Regions from separate parts of the Sus scrofa genome. Here region 1 is linked to region 2. A link is a contact called in public Hi-C data. All regions are on one chromosome and are shown on one strand. The core of a region is the stretch at or near the end of the contact, and the rest is flanking DNA. Distances in the headings are between cores, read along the strand shown.

The links. A called contact is a pair of places that touch in the nucleus more often than the background predicts.
Region 1: a Hi-C map of liver shows a contact between it and region 2, with 1.7 times the contacts expected there. The contact joins the promoter of ZFAND4 here to the promoter of PARG in region 2. A contact is called at or near these places in 2 of 47 Hi-C or Micro-C datasets (heart right ventricle and liver).

What each region holds. Positions count from the first base shown.
Region 1 is chr14:90,641,001-90,646,291 of Sscrofa11.1, reverse strand. It overlaps ZFAND4 (zinc finger AN1-type containing 4), which reads right to left and starts at 2,756. Exons shown (of 10, transcript NM_001302672.1): 1 at 2,625-2,756.
Region 2 is chr14:90,478,264-90,483,061 of Sscrofa11.1, reverse strand. It overlaps PARG (poly(ADP-ribose) glycohydrolase), which reads left to right and starts at 2,047. Exons shown (of 18, transcript XM_005671222.3): 1 at 2,047-2,134. It overlaps LOC100157391 (mitochondrial import inner membrane translocase subunit Tim23), which reads right to left and starts at 2,107. Exons shown (of 7, transcript XM_001926555.6): 1 at 1,761-2,107. The coding sequence starts at 1,866.

The DNA.
Region 1 (5,291 bases), core at 1,507-4,006, 160 kb before region 2:
TCTCAACTGATACTAGGAAGAAACTTGTGAGACAGGTTTGGGTATTACCCTTGTTTTAGAAATGAAGAAATGTTTAGTTATGCTACTAAAGTTGGTTTGGAAGAATGTTGGTTTCCCAATGGAACCATTTTATCATTCACTCCAAACTCCACCAAAGTTTACCGACTCATGACATACATGTACAGAGATCTTGGCTATGGTTAATTTTTATAACACTAATTGGAAGTATAATTAATTAAGTAGGGACCCTGAATTTCATTATGCGTCCTGAAGAGACGGCATCACAGGAAGAAAAGCTGTTACTGGCAGCACAGCTGCTCTGAGTGTTGTCATACTTTTTATCAAAATAATGATAACAAGGAGTTCCCATTGTGGCACAGCAGAAATGAATCCAACTAGTAACCATGAGGTTGTGGGTTCGAATCCAGCTAGCAACCATGAGGTTGTGGGTTCGATCGCTGGCCTTGCTCAGTGGGTTAAGGATCAGGTGTTGCCATGAACTGTGGTGTAGGTCACAGATGTGGCTCGGTTCCCACGTTGCTGTGGCTGCAGCGTAGGCCAGCAGCTGTAGCTCCGATTTGACCCCTAGCCTGGGAACCTCCATATGCCATGGGTGTGGTCCCTTATGAAGCAAAAAAATTTTTTAATTATAATGATAACAAATATAATAACAAAGTAATGTGCTAACAGTTTTTCTAGTGATAGTGGTAAAAACCGTACTTTTAAGTGAAAGACAAATAAGTGCTGTATTGCTCAGGGTTTGTTTCTTAGATCTTTTTTTTTTGGCTGTGCCCACACATATGAAAGTCCCAGGCCAGGGATCAAACCCATGCCACAGCAGCAACCCAAGCCACTACAGTGACAGAGCCAGATCCTTAACCCTCTGCTCCACAAAGGAACTACCCTTATATCTTTAATACATTGAAATACCTGTAGGAATAATGACTGTATGAAGTTAACCCTTAACTCCTTTTTCAATCATACTGAAATGACTGATTTTATAATATGGTTTTGGATAACATGTGGATTTTTAAGAACATACTTATCATGCTATAGTAAATAAGAATGTATTACAGAATTATCAATGTCTGGAATCCCTTAAAGGCAGCAGCATTCCAATCCACACAGTAAAAGATCTATGTGGATTCCAATTCCCGTAGTAAGAGGTCTGGGGTCAGGAATGCTGAAGTGAACGTTACAGAAATAAAGGCCTGGGTGATCAGTTCTGCCCAAGGAATTTAGAGACAGAAGTTATAAGTAGCACTTCTTTTACCTCAGTACTTTTCCATAGCAATACCCTGAACATTATAAACAAGTAGTGGCAGAAGGTAACATAAAGACAGATTTGCAAGTCCTTCATCAGTAATGAGAATGGATAAAGTAATCATGGGCTAAAAGAAAAAATAGCACAGCACCAATTGCAATGTAACATTCACCATAAATTTGGGCCCTAATTAATTGAGTAATTTCCAATATCCAAAAAGAAGCAAAACTGAAATGAATGCCTCTAGGAAATAATTATACCTCTCAGCAGGAGAAATTACTGTAACAGAGGACAAAAATAAAGATTTGAATTTTGATTAACCCATACTAGAGGACTAGATGATGGCAGAGAAGCAAATGGAAGTTCCATCAGATCAAAGACCTAGCCAGTATTAAAAATGGGGTCCATGGACAACTTCTGAAAGCTGTGTGTGATCAGTCTTGACTGAGCACATTATGGAACTCTATGATGTTGAAAAACAAGGGGCAATGAAGACTCAAAAACAGGATGGGAAATGATAGAAGGACAGCGAAAAACTAGAAGAGGAAGAGAAAAGGGAGAAGGCAGAGAAAAAAGTGCCTGCAGAATTTTTACCAATAATTAAAAAAAAAAAAACACTAAAAGTAATGCCATCAAATACATTTCTAAATCAATTCCCCAAACATTTCTCTTATCTCTTCTGAAAAAGTTCTTAAAACACAACCACCAAAGATGAAAGGGAAGTTAAAGGCAGGTAACGCAATAATAGTGCTGAATCAGTAATTTCAATAACTTGGAATCAGCTTTATCCTCCATCCTAAAGAATATTAGCCATATACGAGGAGTTCTTATAAACTCTCCCCCCAACATAGAGTTATAGCATGTTATGCAGCCCTTAAAAACACTATCTTTTAATGAACTGTTTTTTATTAATGTCTGGAAATATCCCTAAGTTTTAAGTACAAGTTTCAGAACTATATCCACTACATCATGCATCTATACCCTAAACTGTGAAATCAATTTTCTACTGGGCCTGGGAAATCCTTCGGAGCCAACGCCTCCTCGAGCCTTCAATGTACAGACACTTGTAGAGGACGGAGTCACCTGCGCAGCCCGTGCTCCTCCAGGATAAACTCCAGCTACCCAGACGCAAGGGCCTGATCTGGAGGGCAGCGCTCAGGCTTCACGTCAGAAGCAGCGACTTGGAGAGCAGCACCTGCCGGGCGGGGCGGGGCACCCCGCGTCGCGCTCGTTGAGGGATCGAAAGTGGAGGCTGAAGGAGACCCGCCGCGCAGCTCTCGGGCAGCCGCGGCGGAGGGGGCACGGCCTGGAGGCTGGCGACGACAGCGCGGCCCTCCCCATCCCGCCCGCTTGCCCTCACCTGCTCTCGTCCACTCACTCGCCAGCCCGCAAGCCCATAGAGAGGTGCGGCCCCCGCGAGCTATGCCGCGGCGGGCACACACCAGCAACGCTTCGCAGCCGCGCCCCCGCCTCTTTGTGACACCACGTACCAATCGCTCGCTGGCGCTTACGTCACCCTCCAATCAGCAGGGGCGGGGGCGGGGCCCTGCTGCCCGACGCCGGCGGTTGCTCGGGAGCCGGGGCTCCCTCGGGGTTCGGTGGTGGTTGTCGGTTAGGAGAGGCCCGGATGTTAATCCTTTATTACCAGCAGTGGCCACCTAACTAGGGCCGGAGCGGGCGGGCTGGAGAACGGTAGCCCCGGCTTCTGGGAACGGTGGAGTTGGCCTCTGGCCGGAGGAGGTGTGGACAGTACTTTCTTCCCTGCGACCAACCTAAGGCGCTCGACTGGAGGTGCTTGACGTGCTGGGGGATAGTCCCAGTCGATGGTCTTTTCAGAGCCAGTGCACTTCTGGTGCAGTCCGGGCCGGCCAGCTTTAAACAGAGCACCCTTCCTGCGCTTCACTGTCCCCTAACGTTTGTGGCCTCGCCTACCTCATCTGAAATATGAGGCCGTTGCCATGCCTGGTTGAAAGAAGAGCGAGAGCAAACAAGCTCTAGGTCTTACTCATTTATTCCTCATCCATTTGAAATTGAGTGGGTACCTCAGGCTGTTAAATCCCAGCGTCAGGTATGCCCAGCCACCTGTTTGGGGTTTTTTTTTTGGGGGGGGGTTGTTTTTTGGGTTTGTTTGGTTTTTTTGGCTCCAGTTTCCAAGCTGTTCAACTTGGGTGTAACAAACACATAACACAAACCTTCCAGCCTGATAAGGAGCCTCGCTGCTTCTCTTTCTCTTCATTTCCCATGGGTATTCTAAATCCAAACCTTAAGGATTTTCCAACTCTGTTGTCCTACAATTTTACTAGGTGGATTACTCATCTGACCATGAACAGGAATCTCCCTGTCACTGCAGTTTTACTCATTTTTGTGACTTCAAGGAACCAATCTAGAATGAACCCCAGTACCTTATATCCATCGTTCTATCCTTTTCTGACTCTCCTCAGAGATTCCACCTACCAATTTTATCTCCACAATTCAACTAACTATTGAGCATAATCTGGGGCTTATGAGACCCTGGGTTTTCACTCAACTTCAGGCTCTCTCATCACTGGTTCCTTCTTAAACTGTAATACTGAATAGATGGAGTCCCCTGAGAACAGAGATATGACTATTATCATTGTATACTAAGCTCAAAAACAGTGCCTGTGATGAAGGAATCTTACTGAATTAAAGCCTTAATTTCTAAACCTGCCTCCCCTCTCAGGGAAAACTAAGAGGATGAGCTTTGGAGTCAAGGAGATGAGCTTAAAACCTTGGGTAGCTCTGTTACCTTGGTCCAAATCATTCATTCTCATCATCATCATGTGCCACTTTTCAAATGCCAGATAGTTAACAAGGATCTCTGCATATTCTCTTCATAATCCTGCAAGGGATTTTACTAAAACCCCTACTTGACAAAGGAGGAAATAAAAACTAAGAAAGGTAAAACAATTTGCCTACACTCTAAGTAGGAGAACCAGATTTAAATCTAGGTCTCATTACAAAAATCCAAACTTATTCCACTATTCCACTCTCCTTCCAGATTTTAGCGTTATCTGTGAAATTCCTATCTGCTAATAGAAACTGAATAACATAAAAAGTGAATGGTCGGAGTTCTTGTCACGGCACAGTGGAAACGAATTCAACTAGAACCATGAGGGTTCGGGTTTGATCCCTGGCTTCGCTCAGTGGGTTAAGAATCCGGCATTGCTGTGAGCTGTGGTGTAGGTCACAGATGTGTCTCGGATCTGGTGTTGCTGTGGCTCTGGCGTGGGCAGGGAGCAACAGCTCCAATTAGACCCCTAGCCTGGGAACCTCCATATGCTGCGGGTGCAGCCCTAAAAGTACAAAAGACAAAAAAAAAGTGAATGGTCTACCATCAGACCAGTGAGTGTTCAGTTCCTTCCCCCTTTCAAGCCCCTCAAAATAGCAATTTGCACATTTTCTAACACTATTGTCTCCTGAATTCCCTGGAATCAATCCTAACGATGGATCAGCAGATTTGCTCCATCCAAAAGAAAAACATGTTTAACAAATGCTGAGTCTCATCCCACACTGGGCTCAGACTCAGAGCAGGAAGCTATACACAAGTAACCAAGGAACAGAAGGAAGATGAATAAAAGAGACAAATGGAATAGGCAATTGGGTCATTCTCACAGCAGAGCAGGGCAAACAGCTGATCTGTGAGAGCTATTTAAAAATCTCTGAGTATGAGAAATTCCCAATTCAACCTTAAAAGTACTCAAGGAAGAAGTTAGTGTCTTCATAATGGGCAAAGCCACCTGGTTCAGCTTACAAGATTGTGCCATGGTTACAGATTGAATACTAATGGCACAGCACAGGAAAACAGACTAAAAGAGGGATCCGCCATCCACAATGGACAATAGCTATAGAACATTCCACCAAGGCAGAGTTCCACGGAACAGTGCTGCTCTAGAAGCTGACATTTACGTCCTCGGCAATTCTCCCTACCATTACCTGGTTCATTCTGCCTCTTTCACAAAATAATGCAAAGCTCAAGGAAGGGAAATGAATGCCTTAGGGCAAAGAT
Region 2 (4,798 bases), core at 798-3,297:
ATTCGTAGGTCTTCACCACAGGGATGGGGGTCATGGCAAAAGAAAATGGGACCTCTGAGAGGCCCAGACTTGAATTCCACTAACTTTGAAGATAGACAAATCAGGGAAAATCAACTTTCTCATGTTTAAAATTTAAACTTTGGATCCTCCTGCATCTCAGCTGATTGTTCACAAATCTACCCATTACCCAGGACTCTACTCATTATCCAGAATCGACTGCAAGTCTTATTAGTTGTATAAACAATACCTATCCCGAACTGTGTTCCTTACCATCTTTATTGCTACCATCCTGATCTAAGCACTAAGGCTCACATCCTAACCATCTCCTACCTAACTAGACTCCTTAAAAGGCTTAATAAACAGCACATTGGCTGCCATTCCTTGCCCTTCTAAATCTCATTATCTTCTATCACACCACCTTCTACACCATTGTGTAGACACAACGGCTTAATGGTTTGTTTCCTTCAACACTTACCCTTCCCCACATTTGTACTGTATTCAGGTCACAGCTCAAAAGCCAGCACCCCTGAGTTGCTTTCCCTGATCTGTTCTTAAAAGGCTTCCAGTTCCTACCATCTCAAGATCCTGCTTTATTGCCTTCAGACACTTAGTGATAAGTGTGTCACTGAAACATTTTTGTTACCTGGCTCACTTCAATAGGATGTAAGGTCCACAAAAACAGCAATCATCTTTTTAAATTTAACTGTCTTAGTTCTGCACCCAGAAAAATCCATCTACAGTACTCAATAAATGGTATTGACTCCATCTTTTAATTTACCTTCAAATTTCAATTAATGTAACAATGGTTTTTCACATTAAAGCAGAGCCCTTTGTGCTCCAAATGCGGAGCTCCTGTGACTTATTATACACAAACTCCCTACAGTTCTGTTCTATAAGTTATCATATACAAACTACGCCCTAAATTCAGTTTTGATACAGGTCACACTAGGAACTTCTAAGCGTGTTTAAAAAAAAAAAAGCTTTTTTGGTTTCTGAGCATAAAAGACCTAAAGAAGTAGTACGAAAATTCTTAAAAGAGAAAATAGTTTTATAAAACGCTTATCCTCCACCAACTTCCTATTTTTAGGTCCAAGTTCTAGTCATCCAGTTGAATACCCAGTTAGATAATTTCAAAGATCTAGAATACACATTCTTTGTACTGAGGAGCGCACAGGCAGGGCATTCGTGCTTCCAGCACCCTCGATTGTACGTATTTCCCTTCCTAAAATTCATATTGGCTTCTTTCTTGTCTATAAATTACCTTTAAAATTCAGCTCTCTTCCGTGTTCCCCTAGTTGTCTCGAATCATGTTTCTTTCTCCCCTGTATGCATGAGTGGCCCTGACGGCTACTTGTGGTTTTAGAATATGCGACTTTGAGCTAAAAAGTTATCTATGAACTCGGTATTTGGAATGCATTTACTTGCAGAAGGGGGTTTTCTTTTTCACCTAGAGCCAAGCACAAGGCCCAATATACAGGAATGTGCGAGAGGAAAGAGAAGGCAGAAAGCTTGAATATAAAAGGAAGAAAACATGCAGCATCTCCTGGTTGACATGATCCAGGACAACCACAGAAACCTTCTCCGGATCTATGGCTCCAAAAATTCGTTCGATGTCGAAAGAGCGGCCCCGGAGATACACCAACCCCACGATTGCTACTGAAGCTTGTGACCGCTAGCAAAAAAAGGACAGGGCACGCCGCAGGTTTGGCGTGGTGGCAAGAACCAGTCAGAAATGTTCGTAAGCTAGGCCCGATACTTACGCGGGACTCCCGCCAGATCCGCGTGCGAGTAGCCAGCTCCGCCGGCTCCGAAAAAGCCGGCCAATCCCCCTGTGGTTTTGTTGCCGCTTCCTCCACCGCCCTCCATGGTACTGCAGCAAACTACCGGTCTGCTTCTCCCCGCTGCTCAGGCCGGGATCGTCCGCTCGGCCGTTGCTCCTCTGTAACAGCGGGTGAAACCCGCGTTACCACCACCTCCTTCACACGCTGACCTTCCGGGCGCCGGCAGCACCTAAACCTCACATTTCCGCTTTGCGACAGCGTACGTCCCGGAAACCGGAAGCGCCTGACGGCAGCTTTCCGGTGGTGGGAAAGTGAACGGAGCAAGAAAATCAAAGCGGCGCATCCTGAGGCAGGTGGGGTGCCTGTGGAAGAGGGAAGGCAGGCGACTGGATAGGGCCTGGCTCGGGAGGCCTACGGAACAGCAGCTGCAGACGCAGGCAGCAGCAGAGAGGGCATGGTGCCGGGAGGCGCCGAGAAGGAGGCGCAGTCCGTCCCTCTCCGGGTTAGTGAATGAGGCTCTCCGCCCTGGCTGGCCCGGGGACTGTTCGCTGCGGGTCCCAGCATGAGTGCGGGCCCCGGCTGTGAGCCCTGCACCAAGCGACCCCGCTGGGGCGCCGCTGCAACTTCTCCGCCGGCCGCCTCGGACGCCCGGAGCTTCCCCAGCAGGCAGAGGCGCGTCCTCGATTCCAAGGACGCTCCCGTGCAGTTCAGGGTCCCGCCGTCCTCGTCAGGCTGCGTCTCGGGGCGGGCGGGACCGCACAGAGGCAGCGCCACCTCGCTTGGTACGTGGGGAAATAAAGCTCTTTGTCCTTCGCCTTGGCCCAAAGCTCTTCTTGGTCTCCGAGGACCCAGGGACTACAGCCCCCCATTTTCTGGTCTTGTATGCATCACTCTGAACGCTGAGGTCCCCTTGCTGAGCCATCAAGGCCACTAGTCGGGGAATGGGGCCCCATTTTCCCCGTGGCGATTGGTGGTGTGAGAACCCCTGACAAGCAGTCACTCAGCATGGGAAGCGGCGAGAGACTCCACCTGTTTGCTTTCCTTGGGTTTAATTGGAATTGCCTTGGTCGTTAAGGAGGTTTAATCTTTTACCTGAAGCTTCAGTCTCTAGATATAAAGAAAGTTACAAAGAAAGTCACAGCTGTCCTCAGTTTTAATTCTCAGTCTCTGGGTGGAGAGCCCTTAGTCTTACTGGCTTTACACCCGTCTTTGACATACAGTGGTGAACAAAGGTAACTTGGTCTGTTTTCAGACCCTAAAATCTATCAGAAGAGGTAGACAATGGCAGAGGTAAATATAATAAAGGGTAATGGATGTTCCAGTATATGAGACAGATAGTTAGGATAAGACGTCAGATGTGCCTGATCTAGTTTGAAGGTCAAAGATAATCTCCTAGCCAGAAGGTGAGGATCTTATTCTGAGGACTGAAGAGTGATGAGTTATTTAGATGAAGAGGAAGTTAAGGAAGTGATCCCACAGTGCAGCTGATGTAGGTTGTCCAGAGAGCAGTGAGAGATGGGATTGCAAAGAAGTAGACAAAGATCAGATCATATTGGGCAATGCTAAGAGGTTTGAGCTTTATCCTGATTGGACTTGATTGGAGATATATATGTATCAAAAATACATATAGTTTATTAAAATGTATATATTTTAAAGGTCCTTCCCTGGTATGTGGAAAATGAAGAATAGATTGAAAGGGAGCAGAAGTGCGGGCACAAGACTAGTTAAGGAGTTACTCTAGATAGGAGATCATGATGGTTTATACTTGGTTTCAGACTGTAGGAAAGATGAAGAGTGGATGGATTCTGGAGAGAATGGGATACGTGGGTTTGTACCCCAGGAAATATTTCTGTGATGGAAATATAGGTTTTGGAGTTCTTGGCATAAACATGATAGTTGATGCCATGGAAGTAGGTTAGATCATATAAAGCATGTAGTGAAAATAAAGGCGACCTAGAAAAGAAACTCTAGAAACACTGTCATTTAAGAGTGGACTGAGAGGGTCCCTTGTGGTGCAGCAGGTTAAAGATTTGGCATTGCTGCAGTTGTGGCATAGGCTGTAACTGTGGTGCCGGCTGCAACTGTGGTGCCAGTTTGATCCTAGGCCCAGGAACTTCCTCATAATGTGGGTGCTGCCAGGAAAAAAAAAAGAAGCAGCCAAAGAAGTAGGAGGGAAACCTGGCTTTGATTGTGTCATGCAGGGATGAGAATATTTCAAGGAGAATGCACTGGTCAGTAGTGTAAGAGGCTGGGGGAATTCCCATAGTGGCTCAGTGGTTAATGAACCCACCTAGCATCCATGAAGGCATGGGTTCGATCCCTGGCCTCGCTCAGTGGTCTTTGGATTTTTCTGACTGCAAACCATAGTATATTTCACCTGGTACACAGAGTAAGAAATACATGTATATATACACACACACGTACATGTGTACATATATACATATATATAGGCAAATATTTACAGCAAACAAGTGTTTCATAAAATAATGCTTATCTTTACTATGTATGATGCATTCTCATGTGTCTGTATTATTTTATTAACAAATGTTGGTCATTTGTAGTTTGTAAAACACCAGGTTAGAGAAAGTCAGGGCTGTAGACAATGAGACCAGTTGCAAGAAACAAACGCAGTTGCCCAGTGAGTGATATACTTGTTCTTTTAATGTTGGTGCTATTTTGAAGATGAGGAAGGGATGGGTTTCAGATGTTGATTGCAGAGGATTTATTAAAGGAGATAGGAGGGACGGGGAACTGAAAGTGACCTCAGAGATTGTATCAGACTTCTGTGATAGGCTAATCTGTGGTTCTGTTAACTTTATTTGCATATAAATGAGGAGAGGTGAGTGGGAGATGATGGAGGCAGTCAATCCTCACTGATTGGATCTTTATATTCTGCAGAAGAGGAACTGAATTAATACTTGGGCTGTACTTGTGCATATGTGTAAATGTTTTTTGTATACCTGGCACAGTACACCAATAAACAAAATGTTCGAAATCTAAATTTGTATCAAAATTTG